Regions from separate parts of the Sus scrofa genome. Here region 2 is linked to region 1. Evidence: chromatin contacts called from public HiChIP or PLAC-seq data. All regions are on one chromosome and are shown on one strand. The core of a region is the stretch at or near the end of the contact, and the rest is flanking DNA. Distances in the headings are between cores, read along the strand shown.

Region 1 (6,110 bases), core at 2,305-4,804:
TTTTCCACTCAGTATCAAACATGTGAGATTTATTGATGATGTTGTGTATAGCCATCATTTGTTCATTTGCATCACTGAATGGTATTCTGTTGTTTTCACTAAACACTATTTGTTTATCCATTCTACTGTTAGTGGCACTCACACTGTTTTCAATTTGGGGGCTATTAGGAATGCTGCTGCTTTTAACATCCTTATCTAGATCTTTACCAAACAAATGAACAAATCTTTATTAGGTGTGTACCAAGTAGTAGATGTATTTGGTCATAGGGTACACATATGCTTAACTTTAGTAGATATTGACAGTGTTTCAAAGTGTTGGTACCCATCTATTCTCACCAGCAATGTATGAATTCTAACTGCCCCACGGCATTACTAACATTTGCTATTTTTTGTTTAATAACATTAGCTAGGGGTTCCCATTGGGGCTCAGCAGGTTAAGAACCTGATATAGCATCCGTGAGGACGAAGGTTCAATCCCTGGCCTCGCTCAGTGGATTAAGGATCCAGCATTGCTGCAAGCTGTGGGATAGGCTGCAAATGTGGCTTGGATCCAGTGTTGAGCTGTGGCATAGGCCTAGTTTCAGCTCCAATTCATCCCTAGCCCAGGAAACTTCCATATGCTGCAGGCGTGGCCATTAAAAAAACAAAATAAAATAAAAAGGAACATTAGCTATTCTGATGAATGGGTAGGAATATTCTACCAGGATTTAATTTCTATTTTCCTAATGAATAATTAAATTGAACATATTTTCATATTTTTCCTTGGCCATTTGTGTATTTTGTGTGTGTGTGTCAAGTGCCTTTTCAAGTCTTTTGCCAATTTTCTCTTGAGTTCTCTGTTTTTTGGTAGTTGTTGTTATTGTAGTTTTGTAGAAGTTCTTTATGTATTCTAAAAACAAGTCATTAATCAGATTGCAAATATCTTCTCCTGTTTCGTGGCTTGTCTCTTCATTCTCTTAATAATATTTTTGATGAATAGAAGTTCTTAATTTTAATATAGCTTGATTTATCATTGTTCCTCTATTTTCAGTGTATGTCTGTTCTGTGCTTGCGTACTCCAAGGCCACAAAGATAATGTCCTGTTTTCTTCTGGAAGTTTTATCATTTTGTATTTATTTCTAAGTTTTACATTTAAATTAATAGTCCATCTGGTATTGCTTTTTGCATATAATGTGAGGTAGATGTCAAGATGGATTTTTAATAAAACTTTTTTCAAACCTAGACAAATTCTAAAATATTCTAAAACTACCACAATGAACATCTATAAATACTCCACATGAAATTTTCCTTTTTTTTTTTTTTTTTTTTTTTTTTTTTGTCTTTTTGTCTTTTGAGGGCCACACCCGCAGCAGATGGAGATTCCCAGGCTAGGGGTCTAATTGGAGCTGAAGCCACCAGCCTACGCCACGCCACAGCCACAGCAACACCTGATCCTCAACCCACTGAGCGAGGCCAGGGAACAAACGCAAAATTTCAAGGTTCCTTGTCAGATCTGTTTCCACTGAGCCATGATGAGAACTCCAAATTTTCCATTATTAAATGCTCTGTGTATATGTATAGAAATGTATGTGTTTATCATAAGTAACCAAATTGGACTTATTACCAAGTTTTTGGAGGCTGACAAATAGGCAATGCAGAGCTGGACCTCAGCTCAGTGATTTGGCTTCTTGTAAAATTTTAGATATATTCTTGAATAATTACTTGGGAGTAGAGGCATGCCTTGTCATTTCACATGGGCTCATTCTTGACTATTTTGTCCCCTTAAAACCAATGTAGGAACAGTTCCTCGAGTCTGGGTATGGGGAGAATGCTTAGTAGACTCTGCTTTAAGAGAACTCCAAGTTCATGGGTACAAGAGCTCTGGATGATGACAATGATGTTTTGATGATCCAGGGAAATGCTAACTTCTCTTGTGAGTGCTTGACGTACATTAGCCCATTAAACCTCAGAGTTGGCCTGCTGAGAGGGGTTATTATCCTCAATCTACAGATGGGCAAGAAAGGAGGCTCGGAGAACACAGACTGGTGGTTTAGAGCTGGGATTTGAACCTAAGCAGTCTGCTTCAAGATCCACAGAAAATGCACCACGTATAATTGGAATGCCCTTTGCCTGGAGGAGTCAGATTGACAACAAATTTTAGGGCCGTGACCTCTTGGGAGTGTTTTGTTTTATTTTCAAGGAGTAATTGCTAACCTGGATTTGACTCAAATTGCTGTCTCTGGATAGAGGAGTGATTAAATGAGGGAGAGTTTGGGTTCAGTGTCCCAGACTCCTCATGCCTGGGGGAGCTGGCTGTTGCATGTGCCAGGTGCAGAGGAGGCATCCAAACAGGTGGGAATCAGCACTTGCATGAGACTCAAAGAATTTTTTCTTTTTTTTTTTTTTTTTTTTTTTTTTTTTTTTTTTTACTTTTTAGGGCCACACCTTCGGCATGGAAGTTCCCAGGCTGGGGTGGAGTCAGAGCTGCAGCTGCTGGCCTACACCATAGCTCACACCAATGCCAGATCCTTAACCCACTGAGCAAGGCCAGGGATCAAACCCACATCCTCATGGATCCTAGTCAGGTCCGTTAACTGCTGAGCCACGAAGGGAACTCCCAAAGAATTCTAAATGAGAAAATGATCTCAATATTTGTGAGGAGAAAAATTACTGTGGGATGGCAGGGAGTTGGCGCTACAACAGAAAGAAGCAAAATAAGATCCTGATTGAAAAAATGCTAATGAATACCTGGAGGGAAAAGGGATTGCAGACACAGACAGAGCGCTTGGGAGTCCTGCTCTGGGCAAAGGAGCAGCTCTGAGGCGGAGCTGGTGACAATGTGATTGGCCCAGGTCCCTGTGCAAATGCCCATGACTTGGAATAGGGATGGGCCTGCATGGGGCAGTGGTCCTGAATGCCATGTGGCTTTGCCTCTGCCCTGCTGGCTGCATAAATTCACGTTCAGAAGGGTCCTGTTTGCCTTGGAATGAGCCAAAGCAGAAGAGTGAGAAAGTGACTGGAAATTCACCCCAGACTCAATCTAGTGATGAAGCTTGGGTTTATAGGAAGTGGTCACGTGGGGCTCAGAGAAACCGCAGATGCTGCAAAAGCGACAGTGGTATCTGCCTGGAAGAGAAACTGAACATGTGGTCCCCAGAGCTGGCCCAGCCCCAGGGCAAAATGGCAGTGGTCACACAACCAGCAACCCTCTTCGACACACTGTCCTTTCCTGCTCCGTTGCATTATCATTCTGCTGTCCGGGAATTCTGTGCTATCGACTCTCAGAACCCACTCTTCCAATGTTTTGCTATGAATCCTGACAGCGAGAAAAATAATCTCACTGATGTCATTCTATGAAAAATGTATAACCTGAATCAAATCACAAGGAAACATACAAACCCCAAACAAGGGACATTTTGCAAACTATAAGCCTGGATTCTTAAAAAAAATGATAATAATAATCAATGTCACGAGAGACAATAAAAGGCTGGAGAGTCATCTCAGATTAAAGGAGACAAAAGAGATACAGAAACCAAAAGCAACGACTGTACGGGAGCATGATTATGAAATCCAAGGTGGAGGAACCCAGATCAGTCTCTGAAAAGTGAAACGGTTTCTGATGTTCTTATGAGTTGCAGTTCTTGTCATTTGCCTCTTTGTTTAGGAATCAAGAGCAGAGAGTTCATGGCAGTTTACCTAACTCGAGATGATCAAGTGTTATGACACAGGTCCCAGTGGACTTTTCAGTGTTCCTGGGACTTGGTGTGCTCTGGTTCTCAGGCTTTTCCTGAATCGAAACCAAACTACTCCTTTCCATTTGCTGGGTGCTCCTTCAGGCCACCGGCTCAGGAGAGCTCCTGCTTTATTCCAACTTTGGGGATCACACTGATGCAGAAGAGTGCTCAGTAAAGCATATTAAGGGAGTAATTTGGGTGTCAACAGGCACATATATATTCTGGAGAAGGAGAGAATTGCCAACATCCAGGCTTTTTGCTGTGGGGCCAGAATAGAGTGAGATGAATTGAGGAAAGACTCCTTTCCTCATGTGTATATGGCATCAGTTATGCCCACAGAGACCAGAAAAGAAGAGTGTCTTCTCAAAGCTAGTCTGAACCTCTGCAGCCACACATCTTCTCTCTAGGTTTTCCGTGGTCATGGGCACCAAAGAAGGGCCTAGCAGCATGGGTTTCCCCAGCAGTCAGTCCGGTATGTTTTAAGAGCAAAGTGCATTTTGCTGTCACCATGTGGATTTGTGGCAGTGCCTGAAGGACTTGGGACTTATGAAACAAAGAATGCATTACAAGAAAATATAAATATGGCATTTTCATCAGCGACTTTCTTAATCCTGTCACAATACAGAACAAACCCAGTGATTTCCTGTAAATGAGCATACTTACTGTAGCTATAAAAAGTGCCGAGTAAGCAGAGGCTGGAGTAAAACAAAAAGCAATTAAAATGGTGACACCTCTGAAATGCCACACTTCAGAGCAAAGGCAGGTATGTGCAGTCTTCTGTTTCCAGCTAAGCAGACCTGTGTGCAGTATGAGGAAAGCTTTGGATTTAGACTTAGATGGAGCTGGACCCGGGCAGTCTCAGTGGGACCTCTAGTGAGGCCACTATGTGGCCAGGAGAAAGCAGGACCTGAAAGGTTGGATGAATTCACACAGAGTCTGAGATGAGCTGAGATGGCCCATGGTTCTGGGATGTCTGTCCTTTTTTATGTCACCAAGTATACACTAAGGAATCATTTCTTCCTTTCCTAGGAACCTCCCCATACAAAAGATACCCCATCAGACTGTCGTAACTGCCCCACTATCCTTTATCCCAAGGCATCATCCAGATAAATTACGAGCCCACAATTCTATAGACTTCTCACTCCTCCCCATTTTTGCCTGGTTAGTCCAAGATTTAGAACTTGATTTAGGGCATCTAGAAGCAGTAAATGGCAGATGTCAGCATACTTGACTCTCCTGGGATCCAGGATGAGGAAGGTTTCTGAATTTATGTGCAGGGCTGAGCCCAAATCCTGGGTCTGGTATCTGCAGTTCCAGAGATCTAAAATGAGTCATATTTCAAGAGTACAAGGCCTTATAACCTAAGGTCTGTGTGTTTGGCCAGTTTTTTTTTTTTTTTAACATTGTATTAAGATAATTTCTAAATATCTACAAAAGCAGTTAGTTACAAGGAACCTTGTATGCATCACTCCACATTCAACAACTACCAACATTTGGTCTACTAATTTCCTCTATTCATTCCTTTTTTTGCAAGAGTATTTTAAAGCAAATCCCAAGAATCATGATCTTCTGCCTCTAAATACTTCAAACTGTATCTCAAAATAAGAACATTTTTCTTACATAGATGCGAGGTTAATATCATTAACAAAATTCACAATTCTTTAATATTCTCTAAGATCCTGTCCTCATGCAAATTCCCCTAAAAAAAATTTAAAATATCTTTTCCCAAATGCTTTATTTGAATAAGGCTCTAAAGAAAGGCTACTCTATGTAATATGATCCAGCAATACAACTCCTGGGGGTATATCTGCACAAAACTTTAGGAAAAGATACATGCACTCCAATGTTCATTGAAGAACTATTTACAATAGTCCAGCAACAGATGAGTGGATAAAGGAGAAGTGATACATATATACAATGGAATATTACTCAACCATAAAAAAGAAGGAAATAATGCCATTTGCAGCAACACAGATGGACCTAGAGATTATCCTACTAAGTGCAGTTATTCAGAGAGAGAAAAACAAGTACCATATGCTATCACTTACATGAATCTAAAATACAACATAAATGAACTTATTTACAAAACAGAAACAGACTCACAGATGAAGAGAACAGACTTGTGGTTGTCAAGGGAGGTGGAGGGGTGAGGGAGGGATAAACTGGGAGTCTGAGGTTAGCAGATGCAAGCTATTATGTATGGAATGGATAAACAACCAAGTTCAACTTAAAGCACAGAGAACTGTATTCAAGAACTTATAATAAACCATAATGGAAAATGATATGAAAATGTATATATATAATGTATAACCGAATCACTTTGCTATATACCAGAAACTGACACAACATTATCAACTATACTTCAATAAAGAGTAAATTAAAAAAGAAGGGCTCTTC
Region 2 (6,110 bases), core at 1,026-3,525, 910 kb before region 1:
TGGGCCCCGGGAGTGGGTGGAGGCTGAGGGGGGTGGGGCTCAGGACTGCATGGAGTCTGGATTTGCAAGGTCCCTGGCAGTGCAGGTGCAGGGCCAAGGCAGGGGTGGGTCCGGGCAACACTTTCGATATCACCATGCTCTTAGGGCAAAACTCAGAACCCAAGAAACCTAAATGCAAATCTGGCCTCCTGGTCATTGTGAAGAAATCACTGTCCAGGTAGGGGGCCAGAACAGATTTTACTAAACATCTGTTATTGTGATTTATAACTTTAAAATATTTAGACACAGGGTCACTTGGGCCTCCTTCTGTGCTCTTGCCCCAAGTCCCACAAATGTGGGGGTGAGCTTACTATCAGAGACAAAGCCAGTACAAATGACCCCCCCGCCACTTGACATTCAATGGAGTGCTTGTGCATGTGCTGTAGAAAAGCCTTTATCTGCTTACGTATGTTTTGGTCAGTTACCATCTTAAGAAATGTAATGCCTTCGTAAACTGTTTTTCCATGCTTTACCTACATGTTTTACCCAACGATACAAAAGAAATAAAATCCAATTGGATGACACAAATAATGTCCTTCAACCTTACACTGGTAACTGTATCTTTACTCCACAAATACATGAAACCATCTTAAGTAAAAATATTTTTCTCATAATATACCAGAAGAGGGAGCTAAATAGACTCATGTCAAATTCCTCAAACTGCAGAATATGAGTAAATGAGTAAATGAAAATAGCTACATGTGTAGTCTGTTTATCAGCCATCAATAAACTTTTAGACACTTAAGGTTCATAAAGGTATGTACTTTTATCTAGGAATAGTTTATATAATCTAAGAAAAACTGAATACTGACAACGTCATCTCAATGAGATCTTAGTGGTGTGATTCTTTATTATAAGCCACGTACCAGGTTAATAAGCAAATGTCTAATGAAGCCCATCTTTCTAGTACTGAGTCAGCATGGGAAAAGAACAGATTCACAAGACAAGAGTAAAGTCAGCTTATGTTGTTAAATTTTAACCTCATTTCTGTCATTTTGAAAACCCAAACCCTAGACTCTAAGACCCCTTTAGGTTGCAGTATTCCCTGAGATAGACTATAATGTGATCTTGCCACCTAACTCTATTAGCCATTCTAACTGCCCACGATAAAAGGAGAAGAGCTATGTTACGGAAGGAAATCGTAGAGCAGCACCCTCCCATAAAACCTGCTGTGATGATGGAATGTTCTATTAGTTGTGCCACCCAACAGGTGCTGCTGAGCACTTGAAAGTGGAGCTACTGCAAAGGAGGAAGTGAATTTTTTAATACTTACTGATTTAAAGTGAAATAGGTCTATCTGGCTGGTGACCACGGTATTGAAGAAGCCTATAATCTGAGCCAGGGCAAATTTTGCCAACAGTAGCTAAAAGATTCCCAAGTTGACTTTGTGCTACAAAGAGCCCATGATAAAGCTGTCCCCGAGAACAAGGAACCAGACATGGGCTTCAGCACCTGAACTCAGGGCATACAAAGGTTATCACTCAGTTTCCTGGGCCACTTTGTCCCATGGCAACAGCACTCAAACACATTTTACAAAGGCATAAAGGCAGGACAGATATGCCGCTAGATGCCATAATGATGGTCACGATGAGGAGAGCTGAGTGGGAACATCACCGCACCCGTGTTTTTCCCCCGCCTGCCTGCACCAATGGATCACGGGGAGAACCTGTGGAAGACAGATGCCTGGGTACGACCACAAACTCCCTGAATCAGGAGAGCCAGGAAGGGAACCAGCAATCTGTTTTGGGTTAACAGTACATTTTAGGACATGCTATTAGGAGAAGCAAATCCATCTGGGTAACCCTCACCCCCTGCCTGACAAAAATCCAGCAATAACTTCGGCCAAAATCTATAAAAATATGAGGATACCTGAAAAAGTGCTAGAAACACCAATACCTTGCAAGGTTTGTAGTCTTGAGCATTGAAAGCACGGTTAAGATTTAAAACAAGAAATACTAGAAAATGAAAGAGCACAACATTTCATTTCCTCTGACAAATGATCAACTACTTCCCTTTGCCTGAGCTGATCAGCTCACAAAAACCTCCTCCCCCGTAAATGCTTTCTACACTGTGCAAAATATCATCCCAGCAGCATAAGGTGACAGAAGGAAAACATAAAGGTAGGGACATGTTACTAATGGGGGCTCACTGTAGTGTTTCTCCATGGTCCTCTCAAACTTACAGAGCTCACAGCACATGCCAAGGTCCAGAAAGCTAAAAGCTAAACAGCAAACACAGGAACCCACAAATCCACACAACACTCGTCCAACCAACATGCCTAGTTCCTCCTTCCTGTTCTTCATAAATTACACAGGCATTTTTTTTTTTAATAAAGTTGGCAACTGAAAATGGAATTACTTAATCAAGGTTTATCGCCTTGTAGAATCTTATCAACACAATCATTTCTGCAGGCAAATATGGAAGTTAAGTGATAATTAGAGATTTCACTTAACAGTGATTGAAATATGCATCTGACAGTTGTTCTATTACTGGGTTGGCAAATACTACATATAAAGTTGTTTCTACTGCTCTTATTTCTTCACTTCAGCTTGAAGAAGGTGGGGGTGGGGGGCACACTACCTTATTTCCTTAGCCTTTCAATGTGTCTCTGGCAAATATGGTAGTTACCTTTCCATATCCTGAGCTGCAAAATACCACTGGTTTTACTCATTCAAATGCTACATGAAGTTTCTAAAAAGCATTGTGATGGCGACCAGGTCCTTGCAACAACACCTCACAAAGTGCACCCTGGAATATTTTAATAAGAAAAAACTAGACCATATAGTGTGGAGTACAGGTACTCCTTTTGTACTATATTGACTGAACATATCACTGAATTTTTAATATTGAAGAAAGTATATTACCCAAGTAGAGAAATCCATCCTACCTGATCAAAGTTTTGCCATGGGAATGTTAAAAGGTAAATTTTACAAAGAGAGAAGACTTTTTAAAGTAACAATTCAAGGATTTCCTATTCTCTAGCACAATATCTATGATTCAATCCATTTCCCCTTTAAAATGTTTAAACATAGGGAATGAGGAAGCACTACACAAGAAGCCTTTAAAGTTCACATTTTCCACTTTGGGCACCAGGATCAATTAGCAGCGAAAGTCGAAAATGCCGTTCTAAAGCAAAATACTAATTATTTCAACAACCCTAAAATCCACCATTCCTTTAATTTTATCAAATATACAAGGTCAATATTTACATTTCTGTTAGATCCCACCTTAGGAAATTCCAACAGGAAATGACAGTTGCTAGGAAGTACCAAATTTGGCAAGTTGTCCTCTGAAAAGTCCATGATAAAGTACCATATCACACAGTTCAATAAACTAAAATGTGATATAACTAAATATGCATATTTAAATATACAGAGATTATATATGGCGACTATCAAACAAAACACAAATTACCAGAGCATGATTCTCATCAAGTTGACACATCAATTCTCACTTGATTTCGCCTTCCAGACAGACTTTTACACCTGAATGAAGAATTTTTTTTTTTTTTTTTAAATCTGGCTGTAGCCAGTGTGTATGTCTGGATAGCCAAGTCTACTCTTAAAACTCTGGGTGAATTTTCAACTCCCCTACTTCAGTCCAACATCAGTTTTTCATTTGGGGAATCATTTTTCATCAGAAGAAATCTGTATCGCTTAAGGAGAAAGAAGACAAGAAGAGCAGAAGGCTCTAAAAGCGGTGGTGAAGCCAAGACATGTATTATTTCAAAGGAAAAGGGGAATTGGTCCTTAACAAGGACACCAGTGAACGAGGTGTCCCAGGTTGCAGAAGAAATTTTTGATGACACATCAGAGCTGCATTTTCCACTAGGTCTCCCCACTCCGCTCTCCCCTCCCCACTTGCCCTGGTGACAACCAATCACATGGAACAGAAGAGCCCTTCTCTCCCAACTTAGGCCCTTCCCATACCACTAACACGGACAGGCCTGAACAGTCCTTGGGCACCAGTGGCGTGTGGGAGACAGTGGCATTCCTCACGGTAAACGGTGCCAACACCGCTACAAAGTGCAAGATGAAACCAGCACACAGCTGCACCTTTTGGAGCCTTCTCCATTAAAAAAAAAAAAAAAAAAAAAAAAAAGATATTTTAGAGTTACTGCCTGGCACGGATGAATGGAAAATTTAAGCTGAAATTCTGGACTCCAGAGACTGCCCAAGCCAAGTATTTCATTACTGATGGAAGGAGCTTGGAAGTACATAAAAAACTGCCACTTACCTTTTAAAATGTAACACAAATACACAGAAAGTATATGCAAAGTGTGGATCAATATTAAATTAAGATGCTTGTCTTTTAACTGTTGCTCAATCAAAACTTTACTCCTGTCTGACACAATCTCCCTCATTCTTTCAAATGAAAAAAATGTACATTCTGGTGGGCAAAAATCTAAAAAAACCCCAAATACTTTCCTTAAATACACCTTATAAGCACGTTCATACTTTATGCCTATATGGCTAATATCTTGAACGTTTAAACTTCTCAAGTTCTATGGGCAAAGCCATAACGAATGCTGGCTAAGATAATGCATCTAAAAACCGCAAACAAAACAATTCTGAGTTCCTTCATTTTGGACCACACCTGTTTAATCAGTAGTGGATAAATTATTAAAACTGTTAGGTTTAAAGCCAAAGACAGCTGGGTTTTAATCTTGGTTTTGCCACTTAGGGTATGCTAATTAACTTGAACCTCGGTTTCTTCATCTGTGACATGAGAATAATTTTAAGTATAACAAGGACTAAATGAGTGATATATAGACAAACATGGGTAAGCAGAGTGCCTAGCATGTAGCAAAGCACAAACTAATGGGTAGCTGCTGTTAACTTCGAATTATTCATGCAATCTTTTTTCATTATTATTAACAGGTTTTTAAAATAGCCAATTGCACTGGCAAATTTTAAGACCAGAAACTTTTTTTCTTTTTTTTTCATTTTAGGCTGCCCTGCAACATATGGATTTGGCAGGTTAAGGATCAGATCTGAGTTGCAGCTGTGACCTACATGGCAACCTCGGCAATGCCAGATTCTTTCACCCACTATGCCAGGCCCAGGATTCAAACCTGTGTCCTGATGCTGCAGAGATGCCACTGATCCCACTTCACCACAGTGGGAACTCCCAGAAATTATTATAATTAAGAATTATAAGAATTCTCGGAACTTTTTTAAGGTGGCAAGCTGGAAGCATATTTAACAGAGTGAACATCTGCAGTTTGCCTTTCTATATATGAAAACACTCAATATCTTTTCAGAAGTTATCTAATGAGTCATACCTACATTATCACATTATTTAAAATACATTGCACTTTTCCCTGATAAGGTCTGAGTTATTATACTTCAGTTTTCTGAATATAAAGGAAAGATGAAGTTGGAATGATATGGAGCTTAGTGGGAACAAGGACTTTTCCTTTGGAGGAGGAGGAAGAAAAAAAAAAACGAAAACAAGGGCAACTGTGGAGTTCCCTTGTGGCGCAGACAATAAAGGAAGGATTGAGCATTGTCACTGCAGCTGCTTGGATCACTGCCATGGTATAGGTTTGATCTCTGGCCCAGGAACTTCCACATGCCACTGGCATGGCAATAAATAAATAAGTAAATAAAAAAGGGTGACTGGAAATGGGAGTAGAAAGAAGAGATGTGAAAGTAAATCTTCAGCCACAACTATACTGTTATCAGCGATAACTAGTTGGAAGGAATTAAAAGAGCTGTCAACAGATTTAAATAAGAAGTTTGCAAATCTTTTCAGATACTCTGAACTAATTAGGTTTTAGTAACTTTTAAGTTTTTCATCTTGCATTTATATCTCTTCTGCCCCACAGCTTAAAAACAAATGAAAGGGATCTGAGATCCTCTGCCTACTTAATTTATTTCTAGACAAGCAATACAGGAAACAAAGAGCAGGCAAAGACTTTATTAAACATAGGCAGACATTACAGCTGCACTTCTGATGGCTGGAGCTAAAGCCTTGGCGTTGAGATAATTGAAATGCAAGATTACATTTAATCTTTGACAGGCTAGTCTAATTAATTGTGATTCTTATCACCTAAATTGGAGTCTGAT

The links. HiChIP or PLAC-seq counts read pairs in DNA pulled down with a chosen protein or histone mark.
Region 2: an H3K27ac HiChIP or PLAC-seq map of alveolar macrophages shows a contact between it and region 1. The contact joins two enhancer-like sites. A contact is called at or near these places in 1 of 5 promoter capture datasets (fetal liver) and 1 of 2 datasets of contacts at active chromatin or transcription factors (alveolar macrophages).

What each region holds. Positions count from the first base shown.
Region 1 is chr16:45,579,030-45,585,139 of Sscrofa11.1, reverse strand. The region is part of intron 1 of CD180 (CD180 molecule); the gene reads left to right. Among named protein-coding and RNA genes, the nearest start is that of CD180, 5.9 kb to the left of the region's middle. Within about 2 kb of position 3,554, at least 19 of the 83 cell types and tissues checked have an H3K27ac peak or open chromatin away from gene starts, as enhancers often do. A contact at or near this core is called in alveolar macrophages, where this site is marked.
Region 2 is chr16:46,489,091-46,495,200 of Sscrofa11.1, reverse strand. The region is part of intron 2 of PIK3R1 (phosphatidylinositol 3-kinase regulatory subunit alpha); the gene reads right to left. Among named protein-coding and RNA genes, the nearest start is that of PIK3R1, 57 kb to the right of the region's middle. Within about 2 kb of position 2,275, at least 7 of the 83 cell types and tissues checked have an H3K27ac peak or open chromatin away from gene starts, as enhancers often do. A contact at or near this core is called in alveolar macrophages, where this site is marked.